Regions from separate parts of the Mus musculus genome. Here region 1 is linked to region 2. A link is a contact called in public HiChIP or PLAC-seq data. All regions are on one chromosome and are shown on one strand. Each heading gives the region's core, a stretch centred on a gene start, on an enhancer-like site or on the middle of the called end of the contact. The rest is flanking DNA. Distances are from core to core; before and after follow the strand shown.

Evidence for each region. HiChIP or PLAC-seq counts read pairs in DNA pulled down with a chosen protein or histone mark.
Region 1: a contact with region 2 is called in an HNF4G HiChIP or PLAC-seq map of pancreatic cancer cells. The contact joins two enhancer-like sites. A contact is called at or near these places in 12 of 115 datasets of contacts at active chromatin or transcription factors (the 230-238 cell line, CD8 T cells, T-cell acute lymphoblastic leukemia and 8 more).

What each region holds. Positions count from the first base shown.
Region 1 is chr14:25,370,473-25,373,203 of GRCm38.p6, forward strand. All of the region lies in intron 1 of Zmiz1os1 (a long non-coding RNA gene), which reads right to left. Among named protein-coding and RNA genes, the nearest start is that of Gm41113, 7.4 kb to the right of the region's middle. Within about 2 kb of position 1,344, at least 161 of the 459 cell types and tissues checked have an H3K27ac peak or open chromatin away from gene starts, as enhancers often do. A contact at or near this core is called in CD8 T cells and pancreatic cancer cells, where this site is marked.
Region 2 is chr14:25,159,477-25,162,176 of GRCm38.p6, forward strand. No RefSeq gene overlaps it. Among named protein-coding and RNA genes, the nearest start is that of 4930572O13Rik, 18 kb to the left of the region's middle. Within about 2 kb of position 1,430, at least 19 of the 459 cell types and tissues checked have an H3K27ac peak or open chromatin away from gene starts, as enhancers often do. A contact at or near this core is called in CD8 T cells and pancreatic cancer cells, where this site is marked.

The DNA of each region.
Region 1 (2,731 bases), core at 94-2,593, 210 kb after region 2:
GGCAGGTCCCCTCAGAGCCCTGGGACCCAGATGGTCATCCCAGCATTAGGTAAGGCATCACAGCAGCAGCGAGAGAGAATGTACTGCCAGCCAAAGCCACCAAAGCCCCCATTCTAGCCAGGGGCCTCACTGTCTTCCCTCCTGAAGCCTAGCTATTGCTGTGTCTGGGAGGCCCATGGGACATCAGAGATGCTGAAATTTGGAAGCTACAGTTCAGAGTGGCCACATTCAGGAGGCCATAGCCCAGAACAGTCATGTCCTCCCAAGAAAAGCCTCTGCCATTTCTGTTGCTGATCTGTCAGCAGACCAAAAAAAACCTGTCCTCTCCTCAGTCTTACAACCAGGCTGTGAATCCAAGTCAGCTCCAGACCTCTGCATCTCCCTTGGGGTTGCGTGGGCTCAGGAAAAGCACTAATAATAGACTCTAATACTCCTTAAGGGCCTGCCAGAGACAGCTAGGAGTTCTCAGAGCTTCATGGGTAAAAACCAATCCCTGTAATGTGTAAAAAAAACAACCCTGAGAGGCAAGTCTGTTGAGGTCTCCACTTTACAGATGAGGAAATGGAGACCCGGAGAAGATGTAAAGATCCTAAGTCATACACCAGGAAATGAGGAAGCCAGAAGTCAGCCTGGCAGCCTGGCTCTGGAGCCAGTGTCCTCAGAAATATCATCTGTCTAAAGCCACTGTGAGTCCCATACTGCACTACGTCAGGGAGCTGAGACATATCACCTCGGGCTCAGGCGTGACGTGTCAAGAAGTGAACTGCCCATCACAGACACACAGCTGCCTTGGTGGAAATGTTTAAGCAGTGGGTAAGGACAAGCCTAGGTCACCTCTGCATCAGACAGAATAGACAAATGTCCCTGAGGCCAGGCCTTAAAGTCTTGGAGGAAGTGTGGGGACCTTAGGGAAACATGAATACTGACACAAGTTCATTCAATCACATGCTTATGAACATGTGCTCACATGCACATGTGTGAGCTTGTACATATGTGTCCCTGGACACAGTAGCTATTCTGGTGAACAAAGGATATTACTAAGTCCCTGCAAGTGTGGAAGCCCCTGGCTACAGAAGTATGTTCCCCCTTAACAAGTGCCTAGAGGACACTCCCTTCCCCCTTCTCAGCCTCACTTTCCCCACTGTTTGAGGAAGGGGTTGTCTGAGGTCATCTCCAAGGTCTTGGGCTTCTTGCCGCCTGGCCAGTCACCTGCAACTCTCTGTCCCCAGAGCTGGCAGGAGCTGTGACTCAGAAGCAAGAAGCAGCATAGGAGCTGCCCACTGCCCCCTTCCCCCAACACACACACAAAGGGCATCTTGTTACCACAGCCTGCCAGCAGGCAAGGGAGGGCTGGGAGGTAAGGGACCAGGATGCCTGTGTCAGCAGGACTGGGGGTAGGGCTCAGTTAGAGGCTCTGCCAGGGCCATCGGCTGGCTGGCCAAGGATCCCCAGCAGTGGGCAAGGCCTTGGGCAGGCAGGCAGCCCTGAAGAGCAGTCTCAGGAAATGGCCGGCCCCCAGGCTTCTGTATGCAACCGTGTTTGTCAAGCTCCTTTTTAGTATCATTATTTTTCATTTGGATTCTAAATGAACCTTGTGCACCCAGCAGCAGCCTCAGGCCTGGAATTTCCCAGCTGTGTGGGCTGAAACCACAGCCCCTGCTCAGAGCTTACCAGATGTGAGCACAGTCACTCTTCCAATCTGCAAAATGGGAGTGCTGAGTGGAGAAGATGCTTAAATCACACTCTCCAGTGGGGCAGACACCACCTCCCAGAGGAGCCCCAACACTGGTCAGGACACCCTGGTACCTTTCTTGTTGCTACTGGCTCTGTCACTTCCTTGCTTTGGATCCTAAGGCAAAGCACTTATCCCTTCTTACCTCCGTTCTCTAGCCAGTAAAATGGGGATGGCTGAAAGGCAGCAGAAACTAAATAGAAGATTCTTTCTGGGCATTACCTGGCATCATATTCTGACACTGAACAAAGGACAAGCTGGAAGACACTCAGATTGTCCGTGCTAGTAAATAAATCAGTCTGCAGTTCTGTTCCCATAAGCGTATGAATGGTGTGCATACATATGTACATGCGTGCATAAGTGGACAGGCAGGAATTCTCCCAGGCCAGTACTTGAGCATTGAGGCCATTATGTGAACAGTACGGGGTCCAAAGCAAAGGCTCTTTGAGGCCCTTGACCTCCTTAGGACAACTGGACTCTTGTGGCTGGTTTGTGATATCCAGCTAGCCACATCCTTGCAGAGCAAACTGGTGGCTGCAGACGCTGCATCCTCCGAGCACTGGGTGGAGCTAGTGGCCAGCTGCCCCCTAAAGCATGCATTACAGTCCCAAGGAGCAATACATGCTCATAAACACCCCCTAGAGTTGCACTCCCAACATTTTCCATAAACTTCTATGCATGGGCATCTCCTCGGATCAGTATCTGTAGGTCTCTTACACCCCAGAGAAAGGATTCTGCATTCTGTCAGGAACATCTAACTGACAGGCTTTCAAAAACTAATGTGTAATGGGTACTGGTTAGTCTACCAGATCCTCCAAATGCTACCGAGCTCCCAATGTTCTTTGTCCCACTTGATGCATGAAAGTGAGGCCCAAACAGGCGAAGGTAAGTCAGGCCCGTGGGATCAGAAAATGAAAAGGGTAGGCACAGATTGAGCCAGGGGAGGGGGTGGGTATGAAGGACCATAACCCAGAAACCTAGACAGAACACAGCCTTAGT
Region 2 (2,700 bases), core at 180-2,679:
GTCATAATGATATACAATCCTCTGAAAGCAAATAGAAAAGAATGAAAGTCACCTTCCACCATAGAGAGAATGGAGCTTCCAGAGTGGCCCTCATGGGTGAGCCCGTCTTTCCAGCAATGACCAGCGTGGAGGGGAAGGATCACCTCCTTCTTGCCTCTGAAATGTTCACTCTTACGGAAAGTGAATGGAATCAGTGGAAAGTATGGACTCGGCACTTGTCATAACCGTAGACTAACTCATAGCAAAGGTAGTAATGTCACACGTCCACATTTCAGATTGAATACTCACCCACGGCTTTCCTTAGGAGAGGAGAGTAATCCCCATTGCCTTTTTTGATTATACAGAACTCAATTCCTCCTTCCAAGGACATGTGCTACCATCCAACTGTGATGTCTGCTCCAATCCTCCAGACAGAATACATTCATTGGTGGCAAACCACAAAGTCATCATCTTCTTAGTGACCACAGGGACCTGCTCAGTAAGAGCACCAAGGTAAGAGTAGAGTTCCTGTCCTGTTCAAGATTGCATCTTCACATTCTGTTTCTGTCACCCAGGAAGACATCCAAAGTCGAGGCACATCAGTTATGCCCTCCCAGAACACCCCAGAGCCTTGCTTTTCCTCTCTGAGAAAGAAGGAGGAGACTATTACTAAGTCAGTGTTTGTCACAATCCCCCAAGGGTTGTGGGCTAAAGCCCCAGTTCAATACACTGTGCTGGAGAAGATAGAAAGAATATGGCTCTCCTCATCTGTTCATCTGTGGGCTCTCACAGGCTGGCTAAGCACATGCACACTTACCTGTCCCATGAGCTTTGAGGGGATCTGGGATCCAGAAGCCAAGCATAGCTGTCCTTGTGGGGCAGAAGAGCATCTGGGATTGCCACACAGCAAATAGGCTTAGAATAGTCTCCCCACTTGGCTGACCCAACTAGACAGATGCTGAGCAACCCTCCTGATCGGTAACTGTGGTCTAGGTTAAAGACAGGCTACAGTGGTTTACCTCCATTGTCAATCTGGCTACAGTTAGAGACTCCTAGAACACAGAAACAGACCTTTGGGATGTCTGAAGATATTTTCAGAAAGGATTAACTGGCTATAGGTAAGATCCACTGGAATTCGGACCATACCACTCCTTATGGGATAGAGAGGGAGAGATGGGAGCTCCAAGTACAGAGATTCTCTTTGTTCTTAGCCCCCATGATGTGAGCTGTTCTACATCTCCACACTCTCCCATCATGATGGAGAGAACCCTCTGAAACCTTAGCCAAAAATACAGCAAACACACACACACACACACACACACACACACACACACACACACTAAAATAGCTGTACCAACATTTTGGTCACAGTGACAAATAGGTGACTAATATACCCAGGGCAATACTCATGGCTTGGAGGTAACTCTGTTGGGTTATTGTGCTTTGACAAAGAGCCTTCACTCTCAAGCTGGGTGGGGCACCTGGCCGGTCTTAGTGATGACAGGATTACATGGTTACATGGAGAGACGAACAAGGTGCTAAGAGACACCAGAGAATAACTGTGCTGCGTGTCAACCTTGGCACCTTGTCCATCCCTCTTTCTGTTCATCCCTCCCCTGGTTCACCTTAGCTGATCTCCTCACTGATCTTTTCCCTCAAGTCCTTCCCCTTTGCCTCCTGTCTTCTCAAAAGGACCCATCACTGCATATCAGAGCCATTTATGATCTACAGGGACATCTTGTCTGACTTGTACACTGCTGCAGCCCATTCATAGCACCATTCCACATTCTAGAATAAAAGTGGGGAGGAGAGAGCTGGGCACAGACATTCATGTCCCAGCCCCTTTCTCTGCTTCCCAGATGCTTCCTTAAATGGAATAATAAATAAATGATCATAAGACCGAGCCTGAGGGAGGTCACTGAGAGTTGAAACCAAAGAGGCCCGGGGAGGCCAAGGCATCACATCAGCCCTGCATGGAGACATTTGAGGGCTTCCTGGAAGAAGCAGAACTGAAGCTTGGAAAAGTCTCTGACTGTGAAGCATAGGCTGCCCTTCTGTACCCTTTATAAGCTCAATATGACTGTATATTAATTCAGGGTGGCAGACAGGATCCCACAACCACCAGATTGTTTATATTGTACTTGATCTTTGAACTAAAGTCCATGTTTAATGGAGGAAGCTTTGGAGGCAGAGGGGCATAGGCCATGGTAGAGTTAGGTAGCACTCTCTGTTCCTGAGAGCATCTTTTGGAGACCATGTCCTTGGATATTGCCAGACACTGGTCCAACCTCTTTTATCCTGGCTGTGCTGACACAGCTTGGTCTACTGCCTTCTTTTTATGCACACACTCACCCGACACTCACATCAAACCCTTCACAGCTAGGAAGGCTCTGAAGCCCCATGTGGGCATTCTCCACTGGAGGATGTGGGTATCACACCCACAGCCCTACAAAGGAAGGTCGGGGTCATCATTGGGCTCAACACCCAAGGAGCAGGCTTTGAGCTTGCTTGCACCCCAAGAGTTAAGGAGTATTGTCTCCTAGTGTTTGAGGGGGGCCATGTTTTTCAAGAATATTGTCTCCCAGTGTTTGAGTGGATCAGTGGTTTTCAGCCTAGCAATTTCATCACCACTCAAGCGTGAAGTGTGATCTGCAAGATGTGTTTGTCTGGCATCCAACCTCGGCTCCACCACATCCTTCCGAATTTCTCTGAAACTCAGCA